Regions from separate parts of the Mus musculus genome. Here regions 2 and 3 are each linked to region 1. A link is a contact called in public ChIA-PET and promoter capture Hi-C data. All regions are on one chromosome and are shown on one strand. The core of a region is the stretch at or near the end of the contact, and the rest is flanking DNA. Distances in the headings are between cores, read along the strand shown.

Region 1 (2,894 bases), core at 118-2,617:
GCACGCTACCCACTGAGCCATCTCTCCAGACCACCTCAGGGCTTCTCAGAATAGAAGCCGAGTTCGCCTGAGGTCAAATATTCAACTTCAAAGCTAGTCATCCCTCAGCCTTCCCAGGAGAGCTCTCAGAGTCAAGAGGACAGCATTTCTCAAATGTACCTATTGTACCAGGACTCTGTCTGGTTTTTTTTTTTTTTTTCCCCGAGCCAGGGTCTTGCATGGAGCTTCGAGCCAGGCTGCTCTCAAGAGTTTGATCTTGATCTTCCTCCTCTACCAGGCCCCACCTCCTGAGTCCTGAGATTGGAGATTTGGGACTCGACACTAGTTTTCCATTTATCTTTCTTCAAGGAGTACAGGCTCAGGAGAAAGACTAGGGCTCCAGTTTGTCCACATCACGTAAATCGATCAATTTGTCTGCACTTTAAGGGAGAAGGCATTAGCAGGCAGTTGGCTACTATGCCCTACTACTGTTCCATGTTTGATTGGCAGTCAGAAACTACGCATTCTGTAACTCTTTGACTTAGCTTAATTATTATTTATTGACTTATTCTTTAGCCCTGGCTGACCTAGAACTCCCTATGCAGTCCCTATGCAGACCAGGCTGATCTTGAAATTACAGAGATCCTCCTGTCTCCCAAGTGCTGGGACTAAAGGAATGTGCCACCACTGTCACGTTGCCTTAGTTAAGTCTTAAATCTAGAATTGCTTCGGGTCTCTGAGAAAGGACACCTTGAAGTTACTTCAAAGGTGAGCGAGATTTTGAACTCCAGCACTGTACAGCCCGAGTTTGCATCCCAGAAGGGGGCGCCTCACACCCGAAGCAACGCGCAGGCCCTCACTCACTGTGCTGATTCCAGCGCCCGTGTAGACAACCAAGTGCCTGGCACTTCGGACAGCTCCGGCCAGTTCGCGGACCTTCCTCCGCAGCTCCTCCGGGTCATCACACACCTGATAGGAGCCAGGCTGGTTATTGCCGCCGCTCGCCTCCCGCAGCCCGCCGCCCAGCACCCGCTGCCCGCGACTCGCCTCCTCCTGGCGGCGCTTGAGGCCCTCACGCCGCCGACTTCGACCCTGCAGCTCGGTCACCAGATCCTCGCTCTCGGCCAAGAGCCGGCCCTCCTCCGCGCTGCGCTCTGCAGCCGCCTTCCTCAGGATGCGTGACACCTACGGACGAGCAGCGGGTGAGCGACCGCGCGCGCCGGCGCGAGCGCGGGCACGGCAGTGGCTCACCTGGCGGAGGCGCTCCCGCTGCTGCTCCTCCCGCAGCCTCCGGACCCGCTCAGCAGCTTTGCGCTCCGAGCGGCTCAGACCGCCACCGGCTGCCATCGCTCCTTTGACTGCGCTTCCGGCTTCCGCTTCCGCCTCATCCGGCAGCTACAGAGACGCATGCGCGGGCCCGGCCCTTTCCACCTCTTCCGGCTCGCCCTTCCCACCCTTGCTCCTTCGGGATTTCAAAGAAATACCACCAGATCTCTTTAAAAGGCGTTTATTGATCATATACAAAATAAAGAAAACCTTATATATCACAAACATACACTATGTACAGCAATAAATACCCGGGGGGCCAGGCCCAGTGCCGCCCCTCCTGGACAATAATTTAGCAATAAATACTGCGCAGGGCACGGGTGGGCACCAAGGCTGCTGCCTGCTGAGGCCAGGAGACTGATTGCTCTCCAAGTCCAGGCCTCACCTTGCAGCCAGATCCCCTATGGCCCTACCCAGGTGCAGGAGACAGGGTCTCACCTTGCAGCCACACCACAGCCCCTCCTCACTTGGATGTTGAAGGACCCTCACCCCATTTAGGGTACTCTCTACTAACCTTCCCCCTGGCTTCAGCCCTGCAGGGCAGGCAGGGGCTGATCAACTCTGCTTGGACACACCTCTCAGCACCAGGAGACCAACAGAGCTGGACACACAATAGCCCTTGTCCTGTTGCCCTAAGTTGCCAGGAGAAGGCTTTCTGTACCCATTCCCATTTGGTTAAAGGCTTCAGAGACTAGCAGACAGAGAATGGGAGGAAAAGTGGGGTTGGGGCATAAAGTTGCTGGAGGGGCCAAAAGCCCAACGGGGGCCCTAGAGAACAAGGAAATCTTATCAGGAACACTTCCTAGAACACTCTACCTCACACTTCCAGAGACACCCGTGCTATATTAATGCCGTTGCTCCAGGGGCAGGGTACGTATGTGTGTAGCTGGCCCAGCAGGTATAGCACACACCTAGGACACACGCCAGGAACAGGCAAACTGTGAGCAGCTACAGCGAACCCATGCCTCTGTATGGTACCGATCTGTCCTCTGTTCCACAACTGCTCCCAAACCAGGCGGCCAATGGCACTGAGAAAATATGCCAAGAATTATTCAGTGGCTTCTGGGGAGATTGTTAATGTGTTGGTTCCTTTCACTAAACCACAGCCTAAAAAAGTAACTCAGAAGATCCCAGAGGGGAAACAGTGTAGCAGGCTGTGGCTCAGACATCCCAGCTGCGGATGGGAGCTTTAGCCAAGTGGCCACACCAGAGAGGGAGGTAGCAGGGAAGTGGCCTCACCATCTCCAAGTAGTTTATCAAAGCTGCAAACCCTGGCCCTGATCACCAAGGCTAACAGAGCACACATAGAACTGAAAGATGAGCTGAGACCAGCCTGCTGGAAGCCGGGTGATGGTGGTGATCCCTGTTAACACAGTGTTGCCACTGGCTCCCTGCACAGCAGGCACCACACCCAGCTGCACACAACACAGGGGGGACTCTCTGGGACCATACTCTACAGAGGAAACTGTGGACTTTCTTTGAAATCTGAGTGTCTATGTCCAAGGAAGAAGTCAGGCAGAGTCAAGGTAGGAGGGAAGTCACACATTATGGTTTACTTAGCGGAGAAGTTTGGGAGACCTGGCCTCAGC
Region 2 (2,700 bases), core at 35-2,534, 270 kb after region 1:
TGTTCAAGTCCCAGCAACCACATGGTGGCTCACAACCATCTGTAATGGGATCTGGTGCCCTCTTCTGGAGTGTCTGAAGACAGCTACAGTGTACTTACATATAATAAATAAATAAATCTTAAAAACAAACAAACAAAACAAAACAAACAAACAAACACAAACCAGTGATAAATCCAAAGAAGCTAGGATCAAAAGCCATATTATGGCCGCCATTCAGAAGTCCAGTCCACAAAGGCCCTTCCCCAGGGTGGTCAGGGCTGGCCACAGAGCTGAGGGGTCTGGATGAGACAGAGTGGAGGGTGTGGATGTGTGTGTCCATCTGGATTACATCGTCTGACTTGATGACACTGTAAGAACAGGCCCTTGCTTTCACCAAGTGTAAGTTACTACAATCAACAGGAGAGACAAGCATGGTGGGTTTTGTTTGCTTGCTTGCTTTCTTTCTTTCTTTCTTTCTTTCTTTCTTTCTTTCTTTCTTTCTTTCTCTCTCTTTCTCTCTCTCTCTCTCTTTCTTTCTTTCTTTCTTTCTTTCTTTCTTTTTTCTTTCCCTTGAGATAGGGTCTCTCCATGTAGAGATGGATGTCCTGCAGTGTTATGGGGATCAGGTTGGCCTTGAAATCATGGTACTCTGTCTGCTTCTGCAAGCTGATGGCAGAGGAAGGTGGACATTGCTCGCCACCACACCAGCCCTTGGCTGCTCTCCTTGATCTCCTCATCCCAAAGTCTCTGGACATGCCCTCTGGGCTTGGATGTTTGCTGTCCTTACTACCACCACGATCTGCTTTCAAACCATTGACCATTCCTCCCCCAGGGAATGCAGGGCCAAGTTTGTTTGATGTGGTTTCAATCCTGAGGACCTGTAATGGTTCTTGTCTGCAGGAAACACTCAGCATGGGTGACTGCCTTGGGAATGGTACCTGTCTATGTCCTGTTGGAATCTGGCCACCTGTGCCTTGAGCTTCATCTCTTCTTCCTGCAGCGTGTGAATCTGAAAGTCTTTGGAGACAGTCTCCTTGGACATCTGCGTGATCTGGGCGTCCCAGGCAGCTTTCAGAGCTGCCGCATCTTCACGAAATCTGCACGGGAAGAGTTTGGGAGTGCAGTGAGCGTCTCCTGTTCTCTCTCGTGCTCCCATACAGACCCAGAGGAGCACACACACAGTTGGCCAGCCCTCTCAAAAAGCCACATTAGAAGGCAAACCATTGCCTAATTTAAGACCATGGTTCTACTCAGGAAGAAACATCCAGCAGCCAGCCAAGCTACTGTTAACTAATTGACTATAAAGGGCCAAATTACGCAAGGGGGAAAGGTGATCTGTACACACAGCCTGTGGGACTGAGGAAGTGCTGCTGGTGAGTCACCTCTGCATCTTTCACTGTGCCCAGTCCAGCACCTAACACACTTCAAGAAGACTCTAGAGGCCACACATTAGCTTGACAGTCAAGTGTTGCTGGGCAAACCGCCCAAACACGCAAGCTTTCCCAAAAAACACACATCAAGTGACACTTTCAGGAGAGGCCATCTAACCAAGACCATCCCTGCTCACGGAAAACCTGCCTTTGTCACACGGTGCACCAAAGACCACACCCCTGGGAACAGACCTTCTGGGGCTCTGTGCTGATGGGCTGTCCCGTGTGGGCATGACAAGCAGAAGGTGAGTAGCTGCCCTGAATCAAGAGCCAGGTGTTGAGTCTCAAACCTGCCCTGGAACAGCATGGAGAGCCACTGTGCCACATCTCACACGCTCTGGGAGTACTGAAAACAGGACACACGAGGCAGCCACTTTCAGTCACTTTGGGCAAGCCCACCTGACTCTGCCTTCTGAGCCGGTGTCTGGTACTGAGGAAATGCTCCTGGAAATGCCCTCAGCAACACTTCTCACCAGGCTGCTTCCCAGGCCGGCATTCCCAGGGTCAGCACAGAAACACCTGGTCCAGTGACCTGTGTCCACTGTGGCCTCCTTCACATTCTACCTCCTTTCCCCAACACGTGGCCTGACTTAGCTGCCAGTATGACTACTGCCGTCTTACAGTGAAGACCAGTAGACTCTGACTGCTCCAAGTGGAGCAGACATGCCACTAGCAAACCTGTGTCTTTATCCTAATCATACATGTGTGCAAACCCACCGAGAGGGCAAGCACTGAGCACTGAGGTTGTCACAGAATGCCAGCACATGCTGGACAGAGGTGGACTGGTCACCAAACTCCCCACAAGTAAGAAGAGAGATTCAAATTTGGGTTTTCTGAACATGTTCTTTTGAGATGGGGTTTCAGTTAGCAGCCTAGGCTGGCCTCACCTTAAGAGCTCTGAGATTACAGATACATGTCACCCTGCCCTGTTTTCTACTGTCAGGGAAATGCCCTGTCTGTAGTAGTAACCCCCCCCCCCCTTTTTTTTTTGGTTTTTTTGAGACAGGGTTTCTCTGTGTAGCCCTGGCTGTCCTGGAACTCACTTTGTAGACCAGGCTGGCCTGGATGTGACACACTATAATTCCAGGAAGCTAAGGCTGGAGGATTATGAGTTCCAAGCTAGCCAGGACTATACAGAGTGAGACCCTGTCAAAACACAAAGTCATTTAGTTTAAGGCTTCAAGAGGAGGCAGGAAGCAGCCAGGCTCTGTAGGGCCCTGCCACTGCAAAGGAACAGCAATGAGCCAGCATTCGTTCCTCGAGGCAGCCACAGCACAGCTGGGCATCGTTG
Region 3 (2,985 bases), core at 129-2,628, 290 kb after region 1:
AGGGGACAGCGCTGTGTCCTTATTAGAGCAGATATTTATTTATTCTGAGTACAGGTTTACTTTCTACCTTCATGTAATGCTTGGACCACAGAATGCCTCATCTACAGAGCATGGATGTCTCCTGACCAAGGACACACTTCACAGTCACAGAAGTACTTAGTGGGCTCTAGGTTGTAAGATTCGTGGGTCTTATCATGGTTTCGCCATCATGAGCTGCTGGTTTGATTGACCTGTGAAATGGCCTTTAAAAAAAAAAAGATTTATTATATGTAAGTACAATGTAGCTGTCTTCAGACACCACAGAAGAGGGCATCAGATCTCATTATGAATGGTTGTGAGCCAACATGTGGTTGCTGGGACTTGAACTCAGGACCTCTGCAAGAGAAGTCAGTGCTCTTAACCACTGAGCCATCTCTCCAGCCCTGAAATGGCCTTTTGAAGATTAATTTACAGTACCAGCTAAGTGGCATTAACTTGCTGAGCCGAAATGAGATCTAGAAGGCTGAAGAAGCTCTGAATTGGAATTCAATGAATGGTAATTTCCACCATGGCAACAATCCATGGGTCCAGGAACTGAGAGGTAGCAATAAAAACAGCATTACTCATCACCACCTCTAGTAAGCCATTTACCTCCTGCTCCCAGGGTGCACCACAAGTCTTGATTCCAGAGTGGGAAACTCTTCTACAGGCACTACAATGGTTCCACCAGACCTCTCAGGCACGTTGACCACTTTGGGACCCTCCAGCCCCTAGGTCAATAGGTGAGGAAAGGAACTACGGTGCTGGCTGAGGAGATCGGCCCAGACTCCCAGGGTGACCGGATGATTACCCCACAGTGGAAGTCAGGAAGATCCTGAGACATCGAGTATTACCATGTTTTGTGATTATGGTCAGTGGGGCCAGACATGGTGGAATATAAATATTTATTTCCTTTCTTTTTAAAATAAGGGAACACAATATTTTAAAAATTCAAATAGCTGGGCAGTGGTGGCGCACACCTTTAACCCCAGCACTTGGGAGGCAGAGGCAGGCGAATTTCTGAGTCTACAGAGTGAGTTCCAGGACACAGCTAGAGCTACACAGAGAAACCCTGTCTCAAAAAACAAAAAAACAAAAACAAAAACAAAAACAAAAAAAATCAAATATATTTCTAATGAAAATTATGTCAATTTATTAAGCATTCAGACTGTCAGGCTTTAAAATACCAAGTTTGTTCATGTTCTTTTAGAGCAAAATCTACTGTTGTTTTCCACTTGTTTTTATGTGAGACTGACATTTCAGTTCCACCGTCAGAATGACATCATCAAGGTTGCTCAAGACACAAGTTTCCAATCACGGAAGAAGCCCATCCCCCCATCCCCCAGCTAAGGCGGAAGTGTGTTAGTTGTGACATCACTTCCTTTCTGCCCTGCAAACCCACCACTTTCAGCTCTTTGTCCTTAACCTCACCCCCCACTGCTTCCAGCAAGATCTTTCTCACCTGGAGGGTGAGGCAGAAGTTTCTGCAGTGGCAGCAACTCTCAGGGGTCAATTTAACTTATAGGTGTCTATATGTCATTTTTAAAGTAAGCTGTCTTCAAGAATTCTAACAATTTAACTGGAAAAAAAAATCTCTCTGAGTTGTTCAAACGTTTCATCCACTATTCCAATTTGTCCCTTGGTTCCTAAATAACCAGAAGTATTGAAATAAGGCACCCTGAGCCCTGAGCTGCAGAGGTGGCTCAGTGACTCAGAGCACTATGCTCTTCAGAGGACCTGCATCCATATGGTGGTTCATAACCACATGCAATGACTGTTGAAGGCCTCATGCCTTCTTCTGGCCTCTGTGGACATGCACATACACTCCAAAACACTGATACACACACAATTTAAAAAAGAAAAAGGAAGGCATCTTATTGTCTTTTTTTTTTAAAGATTTATTTATTAATATAAGTTCACTGTAGCTGTCTTCAAACGCAGCAGAAGAGGGTATCAGATCTCATTATGGGTGGTTGTGAGCCACCATGTGGTTGCTGGGATTTGAACTCAGTACCTTTGGAAGAGCAGTTGGTGCTCTTACCCACTGAACCATCTCACCAGCCCTTTTTTTTTTCCTTATTGTCTTCTATGGCACGTTTATAAACTCATCGTCACAGGAATGCAGGAACTCTTCAGACATGAACACATGCTCTGGCTACAGAGACGACTCTATCGCCCTGCCTACTGATCTGAGTTCCACTCCCTAGGACCTAGACAGTGGGAACTGACTCCCGCAGAGTCCCTCTGACCTTCACAGGCAAGCTACAGCATGTGTGTTTCTGCCCCAAATACACACAAGCAAATTCATGTAACCCACTGTAAATACAAATGCATGGTGTACATCTTCTGAGGGCCTTTGCTCTTGGCCTTTGAATCTCCTCTTCCAATGCCTCTGAAAAGTGGTTGTTGCTACTAGCACAAGGCTGAAGCCATCTCTTCTGCCACTTCAAGTCAAGACTCCACAACTTCTGCTTCAAAAGGACAGGCTCTCTCCCGCCAAGGCCACACACACTTCCAGTTCAGGCCTACATACTCAACTTTTTTTGTTTTTCTGACAAGTTTTCATCATGTAGCCTACAGGGGCTTAACGCTTGCAGTCTCCATGATCGCTATGACAGATGTCACATGATCATGAGTGCTATGACAGATGTCACATGACCATGCTCAACTTTTTTTTTTTCCTATTTTGTTAAGAATATGTGTGTACAGGGTTGAAGAGATGGCTCAGTGGTCAAGAGCACCGACTGCTCTTCCAGAGGTTCTGAGCTCAATTCCCAGAAACCACATGGTGGCTCACAACCATCTGTAATGGGATCCGATGCCCTCTTCTGGTGTGTCTGAAGATAGCTACAGTGTGCTCATATACGTATAATAAATAAAACATTTTTTAAAAAAGAATATGTGTACATATATGCACATATATGACACACTACCTTTTTCTTTTCTTTCTTCTTCTATTCTTTTGTC

Evidence for each region. Promoter capture Hi-C pulls out the DNA fragments that hold promoters and counts their contacts. ChIA-PET counts read pairs in DNA pulled down with a chosen protein or histone mark.
Region 2: a promoter capture Hi-C map of liver shows a contact between it and region 1, with 3 times the contacts expected there. The contact joins the enhancer-like site here to the promoter of Sirt7 in region 1. A contact is called at or near these places in 3 of 39 promoter capture datasets (cranial neural crest, liver and pre-B cells), 2 of 484 Hi-C or Micro-C datasets (the G1E-ER4 cell line and liver), 3 of 115 datasets of contacts at active chromatin or transcription factors (embryonic stem cells and pancreatic cancer cells) and 2 of 9 other capture datasets (adipose tissue and liver).
Region 3: a contact with region 1 is called in an RNA polymerase II ChIA-PET map of memory CD8 T cells, with 5 read pairs. The contact joins the enhancer-like site here to the promoter of Sirt7 in region 1. A contact is called at or near these places in 6 of 39 promoter capture datasets (the HPC-7 cell line, the SN4741 cell line, cranial neural crest and 3 more), 2 of 484 Hi-C or Micro-C datasets (the G1E-ER4 cell line and liver) and 5 of 115 datasets of contacts at active chromatin or transcription factors (effector CD8 T cells, embryonic stem cells, memory CD8 T cells and 1 more).

The regions. Positions count from the first base shown.
Region 1 is chr11:120,623,647-120,626,540 of GRCm38.p6, forward strand. Sirt7 (sirtuin 7) reads right to left here and starts at 1,368. Exons shown (of 10, transcript NM_153056.3): 1 at 1,231-1,368; 2 at 1,027-1,164; 3 at 844-948. The coding sequence starts at 1,326. Mir6936 (microRNA 6936) reads right to left here and starts at 1,230; the gene lies at 1,177-1,230. It also overlaps a transcript of Mafg not described here.
Region 2 is chr11:120,896,892-120,899,591 of GRCm38.p6, forward strand. Ccdc57 (coiled-coil domain containing 57) reads right to left here. Exons shown (of 19, transcript NM_027745.1): 8 at 918-1,076. Among named protein-coding and RNA genes, the nearest start is that of A430102A20Rik, 35 kb to the right of the region's middle. Within about 2 kb of position 1,285, at least 36 of the 459 cell types and tissues checked have an H3K27ac peak or open chromatin away from gene starts, as enhancers often do. A contact at or near this core is called in liver and pancreatic cancer cells, where this site is marked.
Region 3 is chr11:120,915,318-120,918,302 of GRCm38.p6, forward strand. All of the region lies in intron 3 of Ccdc57 (coiled-coil domain containing 57), which reads right to left. Among named protein-coding and RNA genes, the nearest start is that of A430102A20Rik, 16 kb to the right of the region's middle. Within about 2 kb of position 1,379, at least 60 of the 459 cell types and tissues checked have an H3K27ac peak or open chromatin away from gene starts, as enhancers often do. A contact at or near this core is called in memory CD8 T cells, where this site is marked.